5 separate regions of the Mus musculus genome follow, and all the other regions are linked to region 2. The links are chromatin contacts, called in public Hi-C, HiChIP or PLAC-seq and promoter capture Hi-C maps. All regions are on one chromosome and are shown on one strand. Each heading gives the region's core, a stretch centred on a gene start, on an enhancer-like site or on the middle of the called end of the contact. The rest is flanking DNA. Distances are from core to core; before and after follow the strand shown.

Region 1 (2,700 bases), core at 181-2,680, 1.7 Mb after region 2:
GGCAAATTCCCGATCAGAATGTGTGAATTAAACATAAAGGTAACACCCATCTCAAATGGCACCTGTTAAAAAAAAAACCCACCTTTCCGAGGTACGCTTCTGCAATTTCCTTCATCTTTGTCAGAACCATGGAGGACACTTCCTCTGGGTAGAAACTTTTTGTCTCCCCTTTGTATTCCACTTGGACCTTGGGCCTGCCTGCATCATTCACCACCATGAAGGGCCAGTGCTTCATATCAGACTGAACAACAGCATCATCAAACCTACGCCCGATCAGACGTTTGGCATCTGTAAAATATTAAACATACCTCATCACACTCCTTAGTGCCTATCACTGCAAAAAAAAAAAAAACCAAAAAAACAGAAAACAAAAACCTGCAGCACCCATCTAGATGGACGTAATCTCTAGTGCAGGAAGCCAAGGCCCATATTTAAAATCTTGTGGCCTTATATTGTCATATTTAAACAGTTGCAATCTCAGGCTGCAGTTATTAAGGCAGATCTGTTTCTACATTCCAAATGCCCTGCCCCCCAGCCCTTTTACTCATGCTAGTGGCACAAAGATGCTGGCGACTTACCAAAAACTGTGTTGGTGGGGTTCATTGCAACCTGATTCTTGGCCGCATCCCCAATTAATCTCTCTGTGTCCGTGAAAGCAACATAGCTTGGCGTGGTGCGGTTACCCTGGTCATTGGCAATAATTTCCACCTTTCCATGCTGGAAGACACCCACACAGGAGTAGGTGGTGCCGAGATCAATGCCAACTGCAGGTCCCTTAGACATGGTTGCTATTAGAAAAAAAAAGGAGGGGGGCTAAGCACTCGCTTTCCGGCTTTTATCCAGTCCGCAGTGGGTCTGGACTTGGTGACCCAGACCTATCACCTGAAGCCACGCGGCAGGCTCGTGGCAGCAGTGCTGCAGTATAGGTGGTCTGTGCCAAGCCTGGCACAGCCCGCCCAAGGCTCAAGGAACCATCTGTCCTAAAGGTCTGCGACAATGGTGGAGCACGTGGCCACCTCCGAGCGCCCCCCGAACCCCCCCCACCCGGACCGCGCACCGCGGGAGCCAGGATCCCCCTTTCCCACCTCGGGGGGCCCTGCCCTGTGGGCGCCGGGCAGAAGCCTTATATTTGAAGTCACAGACAGGATAAAAAGACCAGGGCGCCTGTGGCTCCCCTCCCCCGCCACGCGGAGCCACAAGGCCATGGCGGCGCCGCCCTGACTCAGCCCATCCTCCGGATCTGCTGCAGTCTCTGTCCCTGGTGGTGACGGCCTGAGCTGCAGCCGCCGCCTAAGAGACTCCCCGGGACTCCTGCACCACCCCGGACCCCCGCAAACCCCCGAGTCCCATGCCTCACCTTGTGTGTAGGCCCAGCTGCGCTGACGACGAGACCACACAAATGCCAGGCAGCTGCCTCCGCGTTCAATGAGACCGGTTTCCGCCCGCTTCCCTCTCTCTTATACCCTGTCTTAGAACCTTCCAGAAGGGTGCCGCCCCATCCCGCTGCCGATCATAGCTTCTTAGCCAATGGACGACCAGCCCTTGCCGACTGCACTAATGAAGAGCCAGAACGCTCGCCTAGGTCCCGCCTTCTCCCCGCCCCGCCTCGCGATGACGCACGACCGCGGCGTTCTGGAACTTTCACGCTCGCCCCCGCTCTGGGAACGGCCCGGGGGGAGCGGAGAAGGCGGGGCGCCGGGAGCCCGCGCGCGGGAGTCCTCTGTCACTCAGAGCTGCTGGGGGAGGGGAGAGGGTCGCCGGCGAGTGCGCGTGCGCGACCCGGCAGCGCAGGCGGGAGGGGGCGGAAGGATGCCCTGGGAGGAAGGCGGGTACCTCCGCGACGGACCAATGAGAGCAGCGTTCGGCCGGATCCCTACCTCTTGGGACCCCGGGCTGCCTGAGAGAAGAGCCTGAGGGAGGGGGAGTCCGGGAAGAGAAGACGGAAGTGGGGCGAGGACAAAATGGCTGCGAAGGTTGTTGCGCCCCTCCCCCACACGACCCTCGGTCCTTCTCCCTGAGCCCGGCGGTTTCCCGGCCTCGGGCTTGGTCCACCCCAGCCTGAGACTAAGGAGCACTGCTAGGCTTCTTGTTTCGTGCTGCCAGCTTGTGGGAGGCTAAGCCGCCGCGCTATCTCGCTGGCTTTCCCCACCCCTCACCCCCCACAAAATGGGACACCTCGATTCCCCCCCCCCCCAGTGCGGAGGCTCGATCTGCCTGGCTCGCCACATGTCCCCAGGATCGTTTGTGATCCTCTATCAAAGAAATGGCCCAGTCCTCTCTGCTTACCCCTGAGCCGAACGCCCCTCCCCACCTCCGCTGTCCCACAGGGGACAGCGTGACCTCTGTCCCCTCTCTGCTCCACCAGACTCATCAGTTAATGGAATAAATGTACGAAAGATAAATGTTTTTTGTCCCTTTGTGGGTGAGCTAGGCACTGGCATTCCTGGTTTCCGGCAGCCCCGTGTCCTTGATAGAGTGATCGCGACCTTTTTATTTTCAGTAACATGAGGTAATGTCTCTCCTGACTTGACTTTTACCAAAAATTAAACGCCCGGCCGCGCTGAGTCCTTGAAAACGTGACTGAGCCAATGGCCGGAGCGAGTGCTTAGACTCTGAAACCGCAGTGCCTGGAGGCTGGGCGTTCCGGGCCTCGTCACACCCGGCTCTCTAGCACTTTCCACGCGTCCTTTCAAATAGGCA
Region 2 (2,700 bases), core at 170-2,669:
GTAGTAATGACTTACAGCTCTTATTTCCCCCTAGTATGTGAGCAAACCCTCCAGAGGGAAGCCCCCTGTCCCTGTCCTTCCTCCTCTGCTTCCAGTTCCTCTGCTCTGCATGTCCTTCCCACTGAGGCTCCTTTTAGCTGTGGTCCTGCCAATATCTCTAGTCCCTCCTAAGGTGTCAGCAAAGTGCTTTTCTGGGCAGGAGGCAATCGCGTAAGAGTACTCTAAGCCACTGCCTGACCCATAGACCTCAGAACGTGTTTCTTAACCAGGTCCTTCTCAAGTCTCTCTCCAGCCTAAGTCCTGCCTATGGGACAAGACAGAAGAATCAATTGAAGTCCCCAGGGCCTGAGGTTGGTAAGAATTTTTGTTTTCCTCTTTCTGGGAGCCAGTATACACATGTGCATGTTTGTGGCAACCCCCACATCCTCCTGGACACACACAGATTGACACTGGGCATGGAACTCTCCTCAACTCCTAGACTTTCCATTCACATATCTGTGCATGGCTGGTTCCTCCTCGGGATCAGCCTGCACCATCTCTATTCCGTGGGCACAAAAGCAAACAACCTAACAGCCAAGTGTGAGGCTTCGGAGCCGGGGCTATGCGTGGCCTGGTGTGAAGCATATTTTCTTTGGAGCCAGCCTGACCTGGTTTCAAGTCTCAGCCATGTCATTTTGGCTAAGTAGGTGGTCATGAGCAGATCATTTGACTCCCCAAACTTCAATTTTCAATTCTACAAAATATGTCCTTTAGGAGGTTTGTGGGTTATGTTTTGTGTGTTTTTCTTTTCTTTTCTTTTCTTTTCTTTTCTTTTCCTTTCCTTTCCTTTCTTTTCTTTTCTCTTCTTTCTTCCTTCCTTTTTTCCTTTCTTTCTTTCTTTCTTTCTTTTTAATCTCATGTATTTATTGGCTATGGCTGTAAAGCACACACAATAGGTGAAAATTGTAAATTGTTAGTGTTTGGGAGCTTCAGGTGCCTCGGGACTAGAGGGGGCACAGAACGAAGGTCAAACTGTCCCCTACGCCTAGATGTATATGAAGTATAGAGATCGTACAGGACATTTTATAGATGAGGCCTGTGAAGTCAAAGACAGGTAGTGATCACAAGTAGGGTTACACTGAGTCAGGCCAAGATTGCAGGTGTGTTTGGACACGTTCGTCCAGGGCTCCTTTCTCCAAGGATGCTTCTCTTGTAGGTGATCGGTCTTTGGACCTGTGGTTGGTTGCTCCCCTGCTGCACTGGTAAGAAAAGCAAGCAGATGGGGTGTAATTCTGATCCACTCTAGGTGAATGCCACCATTCCCGGTTGCCATGGCAACCGCAGCTCGCTCTGAGAGGCTCGTCTCCTCTGGCCCCTCCCAATCACGCAGCGGACGTGACACGTGCGGCGGGGTCACGTGTTGTTGTTGGGGTCCCCGGAAAGCTGCTTCCGGGTCAATGCAGGACACTGGGCTCTGGCGGCCGGAGAAGGGGTCGAGGTGAAGTGGAGCCGGTCCGGGGCCGGCCTGGAGCAGGCCGGAAGCCGAGCGGCGACGCGGTGGCCGGGCGGGCGGAGGCGCAGCCCGAGGAGCCGCCGCCTCCCGGGCCGAGGGGTGAGTGTAGCCCGGCCGCTGCTCCTCCTCCGGGGCCGGAGGCCCGAGGCATGCTCCACCTGTGGGGGTAGGAGGCCAAGCCTGGGATCCTGGGAGGACGGCGCACTGATGGAGGGCAGAAGGCTGGACAGCGGCAGCAAGCCAGATGCTCCCAGCCTCCTTGAGGCCTGGGGTATGGAAGCGGCTCCCTGGGTGGGAAACTTAGCTTTGAATCACTGAATCAGGAAAATGATGAAAACAACTGGACGTGTCAAGTCCTCGGGGTGTATCCCCATCTGTAAGATTTGGTATCTTAGTGGGAAAGAGCAGCTGTCCCTGTAACTCCTGGATCACTAAGCCTGTCCCTTCCTGGACTGCTTAAAGCTTGTAGTTTGCTAGGAATTTGGGGAGCATGTTTTTGCACCAAGCCGTATTAAGATTGGGGGCTGCCAGGAGACTCCATCCTAGCTTCTTGGTAATGGTGCGAAATGATCTGTGATAAACTGAATAGAGTACAGGCTTCTGGAACTACTAGGAAGACAGTCTGGGATTTGGAGAAGGGAAGAGGATTCGTCCTCCTTAGGGACACAGGCAGCAATTGCAGAAGTTGTAGTTGAGGAAAAGTTGATTGGAGGAGTTGAACTGTTGACAGTCAGTGGAGGAAGGAGGAGCCCCACTCCAAGGTTGCTTAGCTACAGGAGTTTGTAGGCTCCGCCTTAGGGCTGTTAAGGAAACTGGCAGGACCTCAAGGCCAGCTAAAAGCTTGGCTGGGACTTGTCCTTCTCTCTGCTTTTGTATAGCCTTTGCCTGTGTATCAAGAAACTCTTGAATAGATTTCAGTGGTTCCATCTTGAGCGAAGAGTGCTTGAGCAAACTGTTTGGGGGGAAGATGGGGGAGGCCCTGGGGCCCAAAGCAGGCTTGGTTAGGCTTGCCCCTTTTGTATTCTGTCTCTGTAGCTCTTGATAGGATCTCATAGGCTCGTCTTGAGCAGAGAACTGGATTAAGGATGTTTAGTCAGCCTGGGTCCTTTGGCTTTAACCATAGCTCTAACTTAAGGAAAAAAGCAAAAACCTCACACTGATAAGGGCATTATGATTTAGTTTGTGCACCTATACACACACACACACAC
Region 3 (2,700 bases), core at 194-2,693, 1.3 Mb after region 2:
AACTGGAGCCGCTGTTCTGTGCACAGCTTTGGATGCACAAAGTGCTGCCATAGACAGTATTTTCTCTTGATTGAAATCCAGATCATCTGGCTCAAGCCCAGATATCTGAAAAAAAAAAAAGACTTTAGAATGCTGGGTACTGTCCAGTAGACTTTCCTGAACACATCCCAAGGAGGCTAGTCTATGGATTATGGTTTTCTAAGCTGCTTCCAACCACTGCCTTAGCTAGACATTTCCTCTGCTGGGAAGAAGAAACTCCCCCACCTAGGAAATGTGAATTGCCCTTGGTCTCTTTCATAACACTAGGCAGAAATATGCAAATTCCTACCCAGGCTTCCTCTGTCTCACCTTCCCACTTCCAAATGCCACGGATACTCTGAAGAAACACCAGTGGAGGATGGGAGGTCAGGGGATTAAACTTTCATTTTCTTGGGTGCCTTATAAAGCAACATTTAAAGCTATGGCGAGGGCTTTATCCATCTTGGTCACCCTCCTCCCCCTTCCCTGCACTCTAAGTAGGCAAGCAGGAAAGAGCTTTAGTGCCTGGGGAATCTGGAGCTACCGACTACCCCTGTATAGATGGGACTACGAGGATGTTGGGGGTAGAGGTAACCCATTTGGGGGAAGAGGTGACCTGTTCGGGGCACCACGGGGAGTCAAAGTTCCATCTCTTCACGCTGGAGCTCTTCAGTTTTCCTCTGTCCCTCTGAGCTGAATTTTCTCATCTCTAAAAAAACGAGGCTATACAGGTAGGCATCCTCAAGGGCGCCATAAAAGGCCCATGAGTTAATTCAGCCATTATGCTCAGCACAATCATGGGCACACAAATGGATCCAATAAACATTAGGTATTATCATTGTCGTCATCATCATCATCATCACTCCCCCCGCCCCCACCCCCCCACCCCGAAAGAAGATCTGTGCCTCTTCTATTACACCAAATGGGATTGGTTCTTGATTGAGAACAATGCCTTTGTCTCCAGGTGATCAAGCTTTAACAGGCAACAGCAGTAATGACTTCTGTTCTTTGAGGTGGAGGTTGCTGGTCCTACTGGGGTGGGGGTGGGAGCTCACTTGTGGCTCCTATGCAGCAGGGATCCCGACTCCCGACTCAGAACCCTTTTATAGACAGGGTGCGCACTCACTCATGAAAGTCAGCTCTTTCCATTCGGAAGTGCTATAATTAGTGTCCTTTCTCTGTTCCTTCTCCTTCTAGCTCCTAGCCTTTCATTTCTCTGCTTCCCCTCCCTTTTTTCTTCCCCTTTCTCTTCTCCCTTCCTTCCTGGCCTTTGCCCTCTCAGGTCCTTCCATTTCCAAGAATCAGAGGCCCTTTTCCAGAAGTCGCTGTCCAGTCAGTCACTGAGGGCTGTGAGGTACTCGGCCTACAGTGATGTAACAACTTTGTAACTTTAGCGAGATCAATTTGAAGTGACACCTTTTCCCGGGTCTTATGGCTTAGCCTTCTGGACCTCTCCTCCATCCGTGCAGAGGGTTTCCATTACTGACCTCGCCAATGATCAAATGAAACGTGAAATGGGCTATTCTGAAGCCCGGAGGCCCAGATGGATCGATATGCAAGCCAAGGGCAGAGCTACGGCTCTGCGAATCCAAGCACACTGGCCTACTTCTGGAGACCTTCTGTCTAGAAGCAATTCCTACTATGGCTGGCTGTAATCCAGCCAGCCCAGCTTGGGCCGGCGCGGGCGCTTTAAGAGAGGGGCGGGGCCCGGCGCAGGCAAGGCAGGGCCTGCCCACAAGGCTGCTTTTCCTTTTTGATCCATTCAAAAATTACTCATTGCAAATTCCCGGACAGCTCGGGGAGGAGAAGCTGGTGGGGCGGAGGACAGAGAAGGCTGCAGCGGCGCAACGCTGGGACTCCGGGACCCCGCGGGCTGAGGTCGGACCCGCAGCAGCCACCGGCCCGCGCCGAGCTCCAGTGGCCTCTCCAGGAAGCGTCAGTCTCCGCCCGGAGATCTGGGAGCACCGCCCCCACCGTCCTCCCCGGACCCCCAGTCCCCGGCGCGCGGGCGATGGGCGGCCACTGAGCGGGCACTCGGCACCGCGACCCCAGCCCTCGGCATGGCCGCGCGCGAGGAGCTGTACAGCAAAGTCACCCCGCGCAGGGACCGCCTGCAGCGCCCGGGCACAGTCAAGCATGGGTCGGCGCTGGACGTGCTCCTGTCCATGGGCTTTCCCCGCGCCCGCGCGTAAGTCACCCGCCTGGGCCCCGCGACCCTCGACTTCGCTCCGGCTCGCCATCCTGGCGCTGCCTGAAACCTGCTTAGGGGAACACGATGGGCGCGCTGGCGGCGGGAGTGTCGGGCTAGGGGATTGCTTGGGGATGCTGGACGGCCGGGGTATCAGGTTCGAATCCCGGGTTTCGCTGGTAGCTCTGGGCGGTTCGCGCGCGCTCCCCCAGAGGTCTCTTATATTAAGCCCGGGAGAGGCGGGTCCCTTGGAGGACTTGGATCCCTTATCCATCCAGAGTGGTGAGCTGTTTGGGAGCGGAGGTTAGGGGTCGGTCTACTGGTGGCTGGCGAAAGGCGAGGGGCAGCGGGGCAGGGTGGCCGGCGCCCCCGCTGCAGAGGCTTCCAGCTCCGGATGTCGCTCTTGAGCTCCCGGCTCCCTCCGGAGTGGGAGGAGCGGGAGCGTGGGTGTCGCTGCGTGTTCATTGATAAGAGAGGATGGAATGGGAAGAAGT
Region 4 (2,700 bases), core at 35-2,534, 1.3 Mb after region 2:
TCCTCACCTCCGCCTCCCCAGGAGTTGTCTGTGTCTAACATCAAGGCCCTCTCTTTTTCCTGACAATGACGCGTTCCGGAAGGAATCCTGGGCAGCCTTGGGTTTTCTCTCTAGAGCTCCCAGGCACTGGTCCTCCAGCTGGAAGCCTGGGGTTCAAGGGAAAGCTTTGAAGAAGGAAGCAGACATGTTCTCTCTAAGCAAGAGCAGCACAATTTTCTAGGGGAGGGCCCAGTCACAGTTGCACACAGACTGAATGCTTAGAATTGGGTTTATGTGACAGTAAAAGAATAAATTGTACCTAACGAATGAATCCCATCTGGCAAAACAACGGAGTTCTCTTCTCTTAGTTATTTACAAAATAAAACAACAACAACAAACGGGGGCTGGGGCGTATTTCCAGCACAGAAATATTCCCAGGACAGCCCTGCAATGCAGTCGCTATACAACATCAGCAAAATGTCCAGGAGTGCTGTGCCCTTTCTAATGCTCCGCTGTCTGCTAGGGCACCCCAGGACCTTCTGCTCAGAAGGGAGAGAATTCCCTTGAATCGCATCTCTGGAGTTCTCCTTTTCTCAGTTGCCCCTCCCACCCCCTACTGTACATCCCTAATACAGTCATTCTCTCCCTCTGCTCTCTCCAATGTCTACCTTGAGTAGCTCTCTCCCTCTTTGTCCTCGGCAATTAGACGCGGGGGCGGCAGTAATGACGTTCTACGATGCCTTATGACACGGGTCTTTCTCCCATTTCATTGACTCCCAAATTTGCTCATCTATTGAAATCACTGGGACGCCTGGTGTGGAGAAACTTAACTATAATCCCAGGACTTGGGATGCTGGGGCTGAAGGATCAAGTTTAAGGCCAGAGTGGACTAACATTGTGACACACAGTTTCATAAAGAGCAGAGCAGGGTTAAAAGGCTGAAAATAAAAAACAAACCAAGGATTAAGTCAACGCTGGGAAATCGCTCCTCTGCCCATGCTACCCAGCATTCATGCAAATCATCTTCCACCCATCTTCCACGCTTGGGACAGCCCCGCCTAAATAGACGGGCATCTCCATTTCTTCCTCCTGTACATAAAGTGAGTTATTAGCCTGTAACCTAAACTCACTTCAGCTCAAACACTGTCCAAACTCTTCAAACATTGACATCATATAGAAACACAGCTTCTCCTCTGAAAGCCCAGATCTCCTTACGGGAGGTCGAGTTGCTGGGTTTTATAATAACCTAGGGAGGAGCATCTTGTTTTAACTGCAGGGACCCAAGCAAGACAACAAACTACAACTAAGGACCTTCTTGATTGTGACCCAGTCTCACAGAATCTGGAATTTTCAGTGCAGCCTGATAGCTAAACTCCTCTATGATGCAGCCATTGAGGGAAACAGAATAAAAGCCGTTAGACTGGACTCCTAAGAGTCCTTGGGCCCTGGATTTCCTACAGCAGATGCTTAGCTCTTTAAGACTGTAAGGTTAGACTACATCCTGGCTCAGGCCAATTCAGGGACACTGGCAGGCACCCTGCTGGGACACTGTTTGTGAATTCTAAGCTAGCTGGGCTTTCCTTGAGGCACCTCACCTGGGAAGTAAGTTTATATCAAAAGTTGTGCCAATCCTTTTCACCATCTCTTTCCCAGGCTCCTACCTGGGTACCAAGCAGCCTGGCTGCAGGCTCTTGGTGTGAACTTTCCACATCCCCAAGAGCTGAAAGAAGTGGATTCTACCAAGTGGGCTCTGCTTCTCTTCAGAGACCCCACTATGCTGTTTATCCCTGATGCTGGGACATGAACTCTCTCAGAAGCCCCTGCCTTGCTGCCACCCTCTGTCTGTCCATGGTGCTAGTAACAATCATAGTAAATGTGTTAGCCCCTAATCTGCTTCAGTGTCCTGAGCCCACCCCCACCCCCGCATCCAGAGTCACAGCCTCCATCCCTGCCCCAGCTCTCCCTCAATAAAGCCTGTTCTCCACAAGGGGGCAGAGTTTGAACCCAAATCTTGGGTCTTGCCGGTGCCCACCTGCTTGGCTTCTCACATTCTTAGAGATTATTCCCTGGATCCCTTTGTGTCAGCTCACTAATGCTGTTATTCTTGGTCAAAGAGTCCTCTAAACCAACCCCGAGACCATGTATGGCTTACATGTTCCACTAGGCCTCAGACACAAGGAGCAACTAGTACAAGACTCCTTTCTCACAGATTGCAGAGCTTGCTGTAGACCTTTGCCAGACTTACCCTATATCAGCACCAGCTAACCCTGAAGTTACCCTGCAATATTACTGTGTAGTGACAACTGGAGTCCCAGTCAGTGTTCTGCGTAACGTTCTGTTGCTGTGATAGACACCAGGACCAAAAATGAGTTGGGGAGGAAAGGGTTTATTTTAACTTGTAGGTCACTGTCCATCATCAAAAGGACAGATGTTGCCGGTGGGACTGAAGCAGAAGCCGAGAAAGCAGTGCTCCACCATCTCAACCCCAGGCTCATCTTCAACTACATTTCCCATACAGCCAAGCTTCTTATCCTAGAATCACCCAGTTCTTTCTTTCTTTCTTTCTTTCTTTCTTTCTTTCTTTCTTTCTTTCTTTCTTTCTTTCTTTCTTTCTTTCTAAGATTTTATTATTATATCTAAGTACACTGTAGCTGTCTTCAGACACACCAGAAGAGGGCATCAGATCTCATTACGGGTGGTTGTGAGCCACCATGTGGTTGC
Region 5 (2,700 bases), core at 139-2,638, 1.8 Mb before region 2:
CCGGGCGTGGTGGCGCACACCTTTAATCCCAGCACTTGGGAGGCAGAGGCAGGTGGATTTCTGAGTTCGAGGCCAGCCTGGTCTACAGAGTGAGTTCCAGGTCAGCCAGGACTACACAGAGAAACCCTGTCTCGAAAAAAAAAAAAAAAAATGACTGATTTGCAACCCAAAGTTGTGGGACTGAATAATTCTGGTGTTCAGAGACTGTTTTCTTTCTTCAAGTACTGGACAAGTTCAACAACCTACCAGCCAAAGGCTTGGTGGCAGAACTGAGTACTTAATGTCACCAAATGGTTTTGGAGCTAAAAAAATATTAGCAAACCAAGGTTGGGTACTTTCTTCTTCTTTGGAAAAGAAGTTCCTATTTTCAAAGTACTTCTAGTGAAGTCTGAAGATTAGGGAAGTGAAGGTGTCCGGGAGCTGAATTTCTGTTCCCTCCATGCAAGTGGCTCACAGCCTCTGTGGGCGGGGCCTCGTGCCGCCAGCGCATTCCGCTGAGCAATAGAATATCTTTAAAGTACATATTCAGTTCCCAGAAAAGGAATTGCTCTTCAGAAAGAAAAAGATCAAAAGGAAGTTACTTGTTTTAAAAAGGTTAAAAAGTCTGGAAGAAGCGCGTGAGACGCGAGTGTCCTTAACCTTAAACCTTTATGTGACTTAGTCTGCAAAAAGCTGCAGCAACTGAATTCCCAACCTTTGAGGGTTATAAATACCAAGGCGATTTTTAATCCCTGCGCTCGGGAGGTAGAGGCATGTGAATCTCTGTGAGTTCAGAGCCACCCTGGTCTACACAGCGAGTTCCAAGGCAGCCAGGGCTACATGGTGAAACAAGATGGTGGAATAGGGATATAGCTCAAGGTGGGGTACTTGTCTAGGATGTGTGAGGTCGTAGGTTCAATTCCAATCACCACAAAAATAAAAACACTAAGGGGAAGAAAACGAACTTTGGCTTTCTTTTTCCATCTTTCCACAAGATGAGGCAGATAACTCGAAGCTCAATATCCACATTTAGAAGACTCCTTCCATCCCTACCCGTCTTAATCCGAGCACAGCCATGACTCAACTCCCGGAGGCAACAAGCCCAGGCCACAACGAACATGGACGGCCAGGCTTCTCTTCTGCCTAGTGCGCAGGTTCTACCTTGGACCCCACCTCTTTCCTTCCATTCCTCTCTTCTCCAGCAGAGGGCGCAGGCACTGAGTTTTCTTTGGGCTCCGCCCCGCCCGTCCCAGTGGGTCAGGGCGGGAGCAGTGGGCGCGGAAACTTGGTCGAGGCTTTCCGGGAGCCGCGGGGCACGCGGGTGCACGCGAGCTCGTGCGCGCGTTGGGGGTCGCCGCGGCGTGCCGTGCTTGCCCGTCTCCGGCGCGCGCCCCCGCGTTGCGCCGGCCGCGCTCGCGCCCGCGCAGGGGCGCGCCTCAGGGCGGGCGCCTCCCTCTCACTCCCTGGGCTGCGAGCGCCGGCGGTGGTTGCCGGAGAGGCCCCTCCTTCTCGCCCGGCTCCATTCCCTCGCTCGCGGCCGAGCGGGCTCCCGACCCTCCGCTGGCCATGGCCGGCAACGTGAAGAAGAGCTCGGGCGCCGGCGGCGGCGGCTCTGGGGGCTCGGGAGCGGGCGGCCTGATCGGGCTCATGAAGGACGCCTTCCAGCCGCACCACCACCACCACCACCTCAGCCCGCACCCTCCCTGCACGGTGGACAAGAAGATGGTGGAGAAGTGCTGGAAGCTCATGGACAAGGTGAGCGGCCTGCGGGCGCGCGCGGCGCCGGGTGGGCGTGGGCGGTGGGGCGCCAGGGAGGGCTGCCGTTGGCAGTTGGGAACGTTGAGGTGTGGGGGAGCCAGACAAAGATGGGGTGGGGGCTGGGGGAGGGCTGGTCACCGCGCCACCCGGGCGGAAGTGCGATGGGGGTGCGGAGCTTGGGGATGTGGGTCGTCGAGTGAGCCCCGGGAGGTGGGCCTGGGGTGCTGGGGGTGGGATGTGTGTTGGATCTGCCGGCTACGGCTCCGGGTTTGGAAGAGGAGTCGCCCTGGGTGAGGGACTTGGGTTCAGGAGGCGGCCCGGCTGACTGCGGTCAGGGTGAGCTTATAGTTTTTTCTCATTAAGATGTAGCACACAGATCAAAGAAAAAGAGGTGGGTTTAAATGGGGGCAGGGAAGGAAGGAACTTCCCTTCTCCGCTAAGGATGGCTTAAGTTTTTGTCTTGCAAAGTGTTGGATGTAATCCATCGCTGCTGCTGAGATAGGCACTGGTTAAACCACAAGTTCTGGTTAGAACCATTATCTTTCGAAAGGTGGACTGACTGAGCGTGCTGAATTAATAGTCTGACTTCTACAGAACTTCCTGCTTGCTCTCGGTGCTTTTCGCTGGGCTGTAGTGTTTGATTTTTGTAACGGGCCTACCTGCTTATTATTTAAGACCCCTTTGATAGCCATTATAAAATCAGGTGCGGGGGTGGGGTTGCCTATGGTTAGCCCTTTAAGTCTGTCAATCAGGAGAATCTTACTTCCTTACAGTTGAGCCTGTATAATGTAGTCTTGTAGTTGGCCCCAGTACTTAAACGTGAATACACAATCTTGTCTTAACATTTTGTTGGAAGTCAGTGCTCTGTTTCCTTAACTCTTACCACAGTTATTATTTTTTTCAACATTCCTACTGCAGATAAATGTGATTAGGAGGCCCCGGCATGTAAGTGAATGGTGTTAT

Evidence for each region. Promoter capture Hi-C pulls out the DNA fragments that hold promoters and counts their contacts. A called contact is a pair of places that touch in the nucleus more often than the background predicts. HiChIP or PLAC-seq counts read pairs in DNA pulled down with a chosen protein or histone mark.
Region 1: a contact with region 2 is called in a promoter capture Hi-C map of pre-B cells, with 3 times the contacts expected there. The contact joins the promoter of Hspa8 here to the promoter of Tbcel in region 2. A contact is called at or near these places in 1 of 39 promoter capture datasets (pre-B cells), 2 of 484 Hi-C or Micro-C datasets (B cells and CD8 T cells) and 3 of 115 datasets of contacts at active chromatin or transcription factors (extraembryonic endoderm stem cells, regulatory T cell precursor and thymic regulatory T cells).
Region 3: an H3K27ac HiChIP or PLAC-seq map of thymic regulatory T cells shows a contact between it and region 2, with 7 times the contacts expected there. The contact joins the promoter of Ubash3b here to the promoter of Tbcel in region 2. A contact is called at or near these places in 1 of 39 promoter capture datasets (pre-B cells) and 1 of 115 datasets of contacts at active chromatin or transcription factors (thymic regulatory T cells).
Region 4: a contact with region 2 is called in a Hi-C map of regulatory T cells, with 5 times the contacts expected there. The contact joins the promoter of 1700063D05Rik here to the promoter of Tbcel in region 2. A contact is called at or near these places in 1 of 39 promoter capture datasets (pre-B cells), 2 of 484 Hi-C or Micro-C datasets (CD4 T cells and regulatory T cells), 1 of 115 datasets of contacts at active chromatin or transcription factors (regulatory T cell precursor) and 1 of 9 other capture datasets (liver).
Region 5: a promoter capture Hi-C map of cranial neural crest shows a contact between it and region 2. The contact joins the promoter of Cbl here to the promoter of Tbcel in region 2. A contact is called at or near these places in 2 of 39 promoter capture datasets (cranial neural crest and frontonasal cranial neural crest).

Annotation. Positions count from the first base shown.
Region 1 is chr9:40,800,006-40,802,705 of GRCm38.p6, reverse strand. Hspa8 (heat shock protein 8) reads right to left here and starts at 1,430. Exons shown (of 9, transcript NM_031165.5): 1 at 1,358-1,430; 2 at 579-788; 3 at 83-288. The coding sequence starts at 783.
Region 2 is chr9:42,470,957-42,473,656 of GRCm38.p6, reverse strand. It overlaps Tbcel (tubulin folding cofactor E-like), which reads left to right and starts at 1,419. Exons shown (of 8, transcript NM_173038.5): 1 at 1,419-1,591. The region is part of intron 1 of Gm16322 (a long non-coding RNA gene); the gene reads right to left.
Region 3 is chr9:41,156,805-41,159,504 of GRCm38.p6, reverse strand. Ubash3b (ubiquitin associated and SH3 domain containing, B) reads left to right here and starts at 1,443. Exons shown (of 14, transcript NM_176860.6): 1 at 1,443-2,206. The coding sequence starts at 2,079. Gm35657 (a long non-coding RNA gene) reads right to left here and starts at 862. Exons shown (of 8, transcript XR_870644.1): 1 at 1-862.
Region 4 is chr9:41,204,739-41,207,438 of GRCm38.p6, reverse strand. It overlaps 1700063D05Rik (RIKEN cDNA 1700063D05 gene), which reads right to left and starts at 1,284. Exons shown (of 5, transcript NR_040392.1): 1 at 1,110-1,284.
Region 5 is chr9:44,232,734-44,235,433 of GRCm38.p6, reverse strand. It overlaps Cbl (Casitas B-lineage lymphoma), which reads left to right and starts at 1,388. Exons shown (of 16, transcript NM_007619.2): 1 at 1,388-1,734. The coding sequence starts at 1,546.